Linked DNA regions of Bicyclus anynana: region 1 is linked to region 2. Evidence: chromatin contacts called from public Hi-C data. All regions are on one chromosome and are shown on one strand. The core of a region is the stretch at or near the end of the contact, and the rest is flanking DNA. Distances in the headings are between cores, read along the strand shown. Region 1 holds the start of LOC112048597 (steroid receptor seven-up, isoforms B/C). Region 2 overlaps LOC112048597 (steroid receptor seven-up, isoforms B/C).

Evidence for each region. Hi-C and Micro-C count contacts between places; a contact is called where the count stands out from the background.
Region 1: a Hi-C map of whole larva shows a contact between it and region 2, with 2.0 times the contacts expected there. The contact joins the promoter of LOC112048597 here to the enhancer-like site in region 2. A contact is called at or near these places in 2 of 2 Hi-C or Micro-C datasets (whole body and whole larva).

What each region holds. Positions count from the first base shown.
Region 1 is chr17:14,126,822-14,131,690 of ilBicAnyn1.1, forward strand. It overlaps LOC112048597 (steroid receptor seven-up, isoforms B/C), which reads right to left and starts at 1,484. Exons shown (of 4, transcript XM_024086204.2): 1 at 1,181-1,484. The coding sequence starts at 1,484.
Region 2 is chr17:14,020,964-14,025,648 of ilBicAnyn1.1, forward strand. All of the region lies in intron 3 of LOC112048597 (steroid receptor seven-up, isoforms B/C), which reads right to left. Among protein-coding and RNA genes, the nearest start is that of Trnaa-cgc, 74 kb to the left of the region's middle. Within about 2 kb of position 2,273, at least 5 of the 8 cell types and tissues checked have open chromatin away from gene starts, as enhancers often do.

The DNA.
Region 1 (4,869 bases), core at 234-2,733, 110 kb after region 2:
TAATGAACTAATTAAAAATCTTAAAAATGAAATAAAATGGTATTGTACCAAAACCTAATTATTGGTACAAGCTAAGTATTTATGTAAAAACATTATAACAGTTAAATATATATTTAAAATACAAAGGAATGAAACCACCTAATTAAAAAACCAAAATTCACTATTTAAAACTGTTGGATATCACAAAATGGAATAAAACTGCAGTAAAAATTAAAACGCGCTGAAAATTAACTTTCACTTTCTATTTTAATAATAACACCCACCGAATACCAAATATCAGAGAGGGAAGAATCACTAGGTACCTACTTATTTAAGTTTATAAAACTACTTGTAAGTTGTAAGAAGAACAATTACTCATTTAAGACATATAAAATGTATAACGTATGTAGGTACGGACCTATCATATTATTTTTAACAATATAAAAAAACAGAGTTACCTTCCTAACTGCCTAGTTCAATTTGTGAATTACAAAAAAGTAGAGTCCAAAACATTTATTATGCTCATTTCGTGCATTTAAAGTTCATTTAAAAAAATATAATTAGGGATTATTTTTTTTAAATTTCCCTCTTCAAACCTGCGAACCGTGAACCGTCGCATTAAACATAAAAAAAATATTTTTATGTGGCAATAACATAAAAGAAAAAAAATATCTCTAGATAGACAAGACTCTTTGGAAGAGATTTAAACTAATTTTTATTTATTTACCTACATACATACCTACCTAATATCAGGTAATTTATTTGTAAAATTATAAAATCTATTTGTAAAATTATAAAATTATAAAAAAATTAAGTTTAACCTAAAATTACAACTATATTTTCAATCCGTCGCGCAAAATAATTTATTTCGTGGTTTGATATTTTTAGATTATTTTGATTAATCATGTTTATGAGTTAGAACATTTTACGGTAGGTGCTTATCCATTTATTTCTATGTATTTAAAAGAAAGAAAAACTAAAATCGCCCTTTAGCCAAGTTTTTCCTAGATACAAATAAAGCAACGATATCGAAAGCACGTCAATAAACGATCCTAGTGACATTTTGACCTATATTTGTAAACCAAAGTGCAATAAACTTTGAATGAAAAAAAAAAAACGGAAAATGTACAATCACCGTGAGTCGCTCCCGGCCGTCGCACAACACTAGAACATTCTAGAAACACTTTCACTGCCTACGTACCCTCACACGTGAACTGGCCATAGTGCTTCCCTGAAGACTTATCGCCACAGACAACACACTCCACATTCTGGCCCTTGTCGGTAGCGGACGAGCCGCTTTGCGTCGACGCGGCCTGGCTGGCTGGTGTGGAGGGTAAAAGGTCGTCTTCTCTCCAGGCGCCTCGGAAGCCCAGCTCCAGTGGGGGCAGGTCGGGGGCTCTCGGGGGACACAGCCCCGGGCCGCCGACCCCGCCGTACACTAGCGCTCCGTGCGTGATGATGCCGGTCGCGAGCACGGGGGTATAACTGCGCGGTACGCGCGTGTGTCAAGGGTCGCGGTTCGGTCGCGACTGAGCTTAGGTCGAAGTTAGGTCGGGCCAGGCCCGCGCCGCCATTGGCCCGGTGGCCTGGGGGCAGGGAGCGAGGCCCCGCCACCTCGACCGAGTCCCCCGAGCGGAGGGGGGAAAATCTTTCAGCCGTACCGTCGGTAAGAAAACGCGTTTGGTTTTTTCTCGTACTGTTTTTTTGCGTACGTTTAACTTACTACGTTAGAGGTAATGTGTGTATGTAAGCGGTTACGCTATATTGTGAAATACGTATTTATTAATCAAACAAAATTGCCATAAAAGTGTTTCGATTTACCTATTCAGATACATTTTTGTACTTGTAAGAGTTACTTTACTTTAAATTATCTTGTTTAAAGTAATTTTATTTTAGGTTTTGCGTTACAAATTGAATATGACTCTTAATTAAGGTAACTCTATCTAAGTTTTAAAAATATCTAATTAAATACAAGTAGGTAGTAGGTATTAAATACTTACTTACTAATTAGGAACACGTAGGTGGTAATTAATGCTTTATTTTTTTAATTGTAGTTACCTACCTACATGAACAACTACCTACTAGTAAACTTCAGAAATAATATCTACTACGTAGTTCAATATTTCATTTAATTATGATGACTAAAAATATAGGTAGACACTTAGTTACCTCGACTACTATGGACCTAACACAAATTGCTAATTACAAGTATTTTTGTTAGAACCACAAGATATATGTAAGTATCTTATTTTTTAATCAATGTTTATAATTGTACAGACGTACACAGAAGCATTTGACAGATAGTTGACAGGCATCAAGTTGGTGTCTAAAAAAATAAAAATAAAAGAACGTGAAGGACGAATAAAAACGAACCGTCCTTATCGCTTCTAAACACAAAAGCTTTTTGCCTGTCGTTTTTTGAGAATTTCCAAAGCGAACCGGACTTCTCAGAATAGATTGACTATTGCTACATCAATTCTACATCTACTTATACTACAGCCTTTCTTGATAAGAACTTATAATTACCTTTTTCTTAAATTAATGAATAAAAAAAATTAACAAGCTTAGAACAATTAGATATGGTTAATATATTTTATATAACATTTTATAAACAAACCATACATAATTTAAAATAAATAAGTTATGAAATGACATGCGTTTTCTACATTTATTTCTAATTTCTTTGTTGTTAAACAGTAGATACTCATCAAGAAAGGATGTAGTATAGATAGTTAGGTAAGTGTATATATGTTCACTGGATCAACCATGTACTATTAAAATAATAATAATAATAGTCAAAGCCGCTTTGGACGCGACGGTACCTGAAAATCCTACTTTGTATCAACTTTCCGTCGTCCATATTCTCGCTACCTACTCCAATATTAACATAGCCTTCCTTGAGACGAGTCCATTCCACTACGCGCCGAGAAGACTTGCGTCATTGCATCTTCTATTATCTATATCGACCTGTAATTAGGTATATCGTAAGCTCAGAATACGTCGTAAGCCAAAGTCAAAATTATTTTTATTTTGGAGTCAGTACCTATAGGTAATTTTGTTATTATATTTTTTTATTATTAATACAAAATACAAGCTGTTTGTTAGTGATAGTAAAATCGCAAACTTAATAAAACTATGAAAGCATATTTTTGTTAATGACAGGTAAAGTGATATGTGAATAAATTCATAACTGTAGTTTAAGTTGAGTTTATTTCATTAATTCAATTGCATATTTTTATTGATTGCTGACATTTCAAAGGCGCAATAAACTAAGCCCACTAGAAATAAATGAATTATGAATTTAAATTTAAATTGACTGAAACAATAAAACTACAACATTTACCTACACATTATTAAAAGGGGGTGTGGATTTTCATTCTCCTCCTAACAAGTTAGCCCGCTTCCATCTTAGACTGCACCATCACTTACCATCAGGTGAGATTGTAGTCAAGGGCTAACTTGTAAAGAATAAAAAAAAACACTTCTGTTTACCTAATTATAATATTAATTTACCTATTATTATTAATATTTATTAAGTTAAAAATTTGCCAAAAAATAACTAACTAGGTACCTACCTATCTACATACTTACTATCCTACCTATCTATATTACATACTTTCAATAAAAGTCCGCCTTGACTTTTTAATATTAGACTTATTTGTAACCTATTTACCTTTGTGCAAGTTTTCTCATGATGTTTTACTTTATTGTTACAGCACATGATATAAAATTGCCTACTTTATGAAGGTTTTTCGTGAATTACTTGAGGCTTTAATATACCTAATAGTACCTTTACCTTAGCTTATCTTACCTTTACCAGGAGAAGATGAGTAGGTACCTACTGGGAATCGATGGGAGTGTTTACCCACTAGGCTAATAGGTTCCTACCAGTTTCATTTTTGCTACCCACCTATTTAGCGTAATTTAATAACTTTGACAAAATAGCAGAAAACAAAATGATGGTGCAATGCCAAAAGTAGCCCACTACAGAGTTACTTTAGATATGGCAGGTAACAAACATACAAGTACCCAACTGTGGACTAAGAATTTCTTAGGAGGAATTAAAGCTCAATATTTCACACCCCAAGACTCGAACCTAGGACATCAAAACCCAAAGCCGCACAATCTAACCACTGGGCCATCGAGGCATGTAAAATGATAATGTAATTATGCAATGATCAATAAATATTGAAACCGCCTGTAGCTAAATATCCTAGATGTGTCCGGGGGCGTGACGGGGCGGGGCGGCGCGGGCGCCACTCCTGCGCAGTCGACGTACGTCGCTCGGTTTGACGTGACGTGTTGATTTTTGGCGATACGACGTTCCAAATTTGAATATTGATTATGAATTTACGATGTTTCTACTCAGTCGACGTGAACCGCTTAGTCTGTGGCGAGTCGATGTTTTGTTCCAAATTTGAATATTGCTCACGATGTCACGATTATTTTGCTTCTGCACTGTGGATGTAGAACGCGCATACTGATGTAATGTGTTGATATTTTCGCGATAAGACGTTCCAAATTTGAATATTGCTTACGATGTTCTTGTCTGTGCAAACGACGCACATAGTGGGAATTTTTAAATGACGTGGCGAATTTTGTTCCGAATTTGAATATTGCTCACGATCTTACGATTTTGCTTTTGTGCAGTTGACGCGTTTTGTTCCATTAAGTACGTAAATAATATTTGCTCAGCTTGACGTTATTTCGACGATTTTGACGATCCAGAATATTCCTTATGGTGTTACGATGTTTTTTTGGAACCCTCGTAACTTTAGTTTTAAGTTTTCGACTATTATTACCACAATTAAATTAAATTAAATTATGACAAAATCTTGACCTTTCAAAAGTGCTTGTAAACTAAGCCTAATTGAAATAATAGAATTTTGA
Region 2 (4,685 bases), core at 1,023-3,522:
CAGGAAAAACCTCCCGGTGCTAAGTCCAGCCTCTTCACCGCAGAGCTAATTAGATATAATATTGTGATTATAAACATTAAATTTAATTTAGTATAAGTGAAATTCATTCGTTTCCCAAGCAAAGAACGTTATAAGACGGCTGTAAGCTTATAAAATTAAATATACGAAGCGCTTAGAGTTATAAAGGCGCTATAAAGGTTTATTTATTTCCATTACTGTCACCGCCGGCAATAACAGCTCGACATCTGATACTGGTAGTGAAGTAAGGTCTGGTAAGAAAATTGGACACTTTATAAATAGTCGTAAATATTCCTCTATAGCTCAATGGTTAAAAGGTTTCATTCAAAATAAAATTGCTATTAACCTATGATCATCATGTTATGAAGGCTAAACTTTCTAACTCTGGGCAAAAATTTTAATTGAAAATTTCTTAGAAGAAAGAAAAACTCGATCACACGATCCAGGATTTGAACCCAAGGCCTCGTAATCCGAAAACACATACGCTAACCATTGGATCAACGCGGCAGTTTGCTCAGTCAGTGGCGTGCACAAAGCTTATAACTAGTAGACACGGCACACAGATTTTATACAAAATGGAAAATTCCTTCTCCAGGTTCCACAGAAGAACCAAAATCACCGACATAGCTCAACGAGTCGCAAAGCAGAAGTGGCAATGGGCGGGGCATAGTTCGAAGAGCCGATGACCGTTAGGGTCCCAAGGTGCTGGAATGGCGACCCCGCACTACAAAGCGCAGCGTTGGTCGACCCCCTACCAGGTGGACTGACGACATTAAACGAGTCGCAGGGATTCGTTGGATGCAGGCGGCTCAGGATCATGATATTTGGAAGTCCCTACAAAAGGCCCATGTCCTGCAGTGGACGTCCATCGGCTGATATGATGATCATGATGAGTTATGGGGGTAGACAGTACATATTTGCATCTATGAAGTGCAAGCTACTGTTCATAGTGCAGCTGGACATTATTTATTCCCGAAGCGCACAGTTGCCGGTAGGTGTATGTATACTACGTATAGTTTTGGGTGAATGCGACAGTACATGGAACGGGAGGACGCCAGTTCGAGTTTGAAACTAATACTTTCTCTAGGGCTGACAAAAAGGGAAATTAAATTTAATGTCATTAAATTTCATAGTCAGTATTGTCATAATAACTACCTCTTGGTTCAGTGGTAGCCTATGTGGTTTTGGATTTGAGTCCTGGATCGAGCTAGGTAACTAGTTTTTCTTTTTTCTAAAAATTTTTCAGTAATAATAGCCCGAAGTTGAAACCTCGCCACAGGGAGCATATTAAATCGGTCAGTTCCGGTTAGCTATTATTATCTAACATTAGATAGTGGCCGTTAAAGAAATTAAAATTATCACCCTAAGTACGAATCGCCTGCAACCCTCAAAGGAATATGGTGGGTTGATTTGTTTAAATCCATCACAAACCTATTTGATGATCAAAATTAACAAATAAATTACAAAAAAGGTTCATACAATTTTTGACTAAATTAATAGTGTGAAAAACTTGATGATAAACTTAATTATTACTTTGCGAAAATTCATATAAATAAATGATGATGAACTAAATTATTGATAGTGTACAAAATCTATATAAAGAAAATGATAATGAACTAAATAATTAATTTGCAAAGAATCATACAAACACAAAAACGTCTCTGTCGTGAAGTGAACATAGAGGTTCCACATCGGGAGGCACTATTTGCCCAGGAGTGCAGTCGTGTTTTTTTAGTTATAATTATCTTAATTTTAAGTTAATTTAGTTTTAACTATTTCTGTCCAGTCTTAAGCTGAATAAATAAGTATTATTGATTAATCTCTCATTTATTTATTACTTCTTTTTTTTTAATTTTTAACTATATTAAGTATAAAATACAAAACATTATTAAAAATTTATAAAAAAAATTCACCCTCCCGCTGCGGGACATTTGAGTGTCCAAGCAACCGGTGGTCAGGGCTCCAGAGTGAGGAACCTCCTCACAATACGCGCCGTCTCAAGAATCACTGCCTTTTGTATCCGACTCTTGATCCAACAGTTAAGCGAAAGCTTCTTAAGGTGTTGGTCGAAGCTTTTCGCTATAAGACCATTGACTGAAACAACTATCGGAACAATAATAGTTTAATCTCGTGAGCAAGGTCCAAGTATTTTGATACTTTTTCCCAAAGTAGGTAGTGACAACCCTACCGCAGGGTGAACTACACGGGCGTACGGCGGACGAATGGAGTGAAAAAATTCCAGTTCAAAGAGCCACGGACACGATCGCCGGCAAAAAGCGGCATTGTCGGCCCGTGATATACTGCACTCTTTTATATCCATACTCGTATACTGCCTCGGTACAGTGGCTTTGTGGCTACGGTACATGATGTGTACTAGGTTCGACTTTGGGTTAAGTTATGAAATATTGATATTATTCAAAGAAATTCTCTGTTTTCCCAAGAATTTGGGAAGTAGGTCTATGGCCATGCCTCGAAGAACACGTTAGGCTTGGTCCTAAGGCCGGGTCTGACGATATAATTTATTTATACTAATACTAGCTGATGCCGCGCGGTTTCACTCGCGTGGGTTCCGTTCCCGTGGGAATACGGTGATATAATATAGCCTTCCTCGATAAATGGGCTATCTAACACTGAAAGAATTTTTCAAGTCGGACCAGTAGTTCCTGAGATTAGCGCGTTTAAACAAACAAACTCTTCAGCGTAATGATATTAGTATAGATTTAAAAGAGGAAAGATATGATTAATTGTTTGTTTGCTTTGAATAGGCTTTATACGCTAATACTTTTTTCTTTAATTAAAAAAATTAATTTAATATGGGATAGTTAAAGTTGTTGAGGCAGCATGGTGGGCTCAAGTTTTGTCTCTTAAAAACTACTTTTTAAATTCGATAGATCAATTTAATTAGTTAAAAATATCATTTTTAAGAGACAAAATTGGAACTTAGACCCACCACGCTGCCTCAACACGAGTTAGTCTGCTTAGTGACGGCCGCGTGGCGCAGTGGGTAGTGCTTTCTGCATCCACGGCCGTGGGTTCGATTCCCACAACTGGAAAATATTTGTGTGATGAGCATGAGTGTTTTCCAGTGTCTGTGTGTATTTATACATTATATAAGTATTTATATTTAGTATATAATTGTATATTAATATTATAATATTAACTATCTTAGCACCCATAACACAAGCTACTCTGTATGCTTACTTTGGGGCTAGATAGTGATGTGTATTGTTTAAGTATATTTATTTATTTATTTTAATTTATTGTGACAATCAATTTTAGAATGTTAATAACCGGGATCGACGGCTTAACATGTTCTACGAAGACATAAATATATCACTAATTTCGCTACTTTAGATTTCTATTGAGATTTTCGTGGTAGAAAGAAAAACTCAAAAACACGATTCAAGTCTCGAACCCAGTATCCGTTAAACCCGCATATAACTACTAAACCAAAGAGGCAGTTTATCATATTTCAAATGTAATCCCTCTTTAAAACCATGAAAAAACCATGTAGCGATTGATAAAAATCGATTGATTGTTTAACTCAGGCCAACACAATGGTGTCTGTATGGGGGTCGCTAAAAAGCCACCCCTTGTCGACGCGTGGCGTAACATGACACTTTTCTAATTATGGTTAAAGCCCTCATTTTGGTCACCGCTGCATCCATTGATGGACGTAAATGTATAATTATGTATGTACTATTTTGGATTTTTTAAATACATGAATCCATATTTTTTATGACTTGCTTTTGACTACAATCATTCTTGATGGTAAGATATGAGGTCTAAGATAGGACTCCTTTACCTAGAAATTAGACTAGACCCATTTTTGCATTGAAGGTGTTAAGATTGCAAGAGGCATAGGTTGAATCATTAATGCTCTTTTATAAAAAGCTACATTACCAGCGAGTAGCATAGGCTATATTTTATCCAGGAAGGTCTAACACCAATTCCCATTTCCATGCTGCTACTGAGAATTTTTGTTTTTAAAAGAGAAAAGCACAGATGTAATAAAAAGTCCAGACACCATCTTCTGAACTAAAGTGTGACGCACTCCAATGTTGCCAGTACGCTTAAACGAGTATACGTAAACGCCGTTACGCACACAGAAGCACATATGAAGACAAACCGCCACTATTTTCCTATATCAGGCAATCAGCGGGTTGCACTTCATAGATGCCCTGCCTAGCCTGACGATTCACTACGTATTTTTATTGAGGAAGAAATTTTCCATTTTGTACAATTTGTATGTATAGCAACCCTAGTTAAAAGCCGTGGGCACGCTATTGCTGCCAATACTTTTCACACTCACTCGGTGCCATTATGGCTCACAGCGAGACACGGTCTGCCTATTTTATAAGTCAATGGAGAAAAGCTTAATATTTCCTAACCAAAGAGCCAGTGTTAAAGCGCTTAACTCTAGTGTTTTATCTGTTCTGTGTTAAAAAACGTAGAAAGCTAAAAATCAATCGTCGTGTTAATCGGCCCGTTAAATTAGGTTTCAGCGGTTAAGCGCGTCGCGAAACTGCTGATGTGTCAACGAGGGGCGACGCCATTTTCTTTTCTTTCTTTTTTTTCAATTTTCACGCCACCGCGGCTCTATTGGCGCGCTTTGCGAGGTAAGTTAGTTACGGGTGGCATTTTATTAATTTTATTTAGATTTCGGT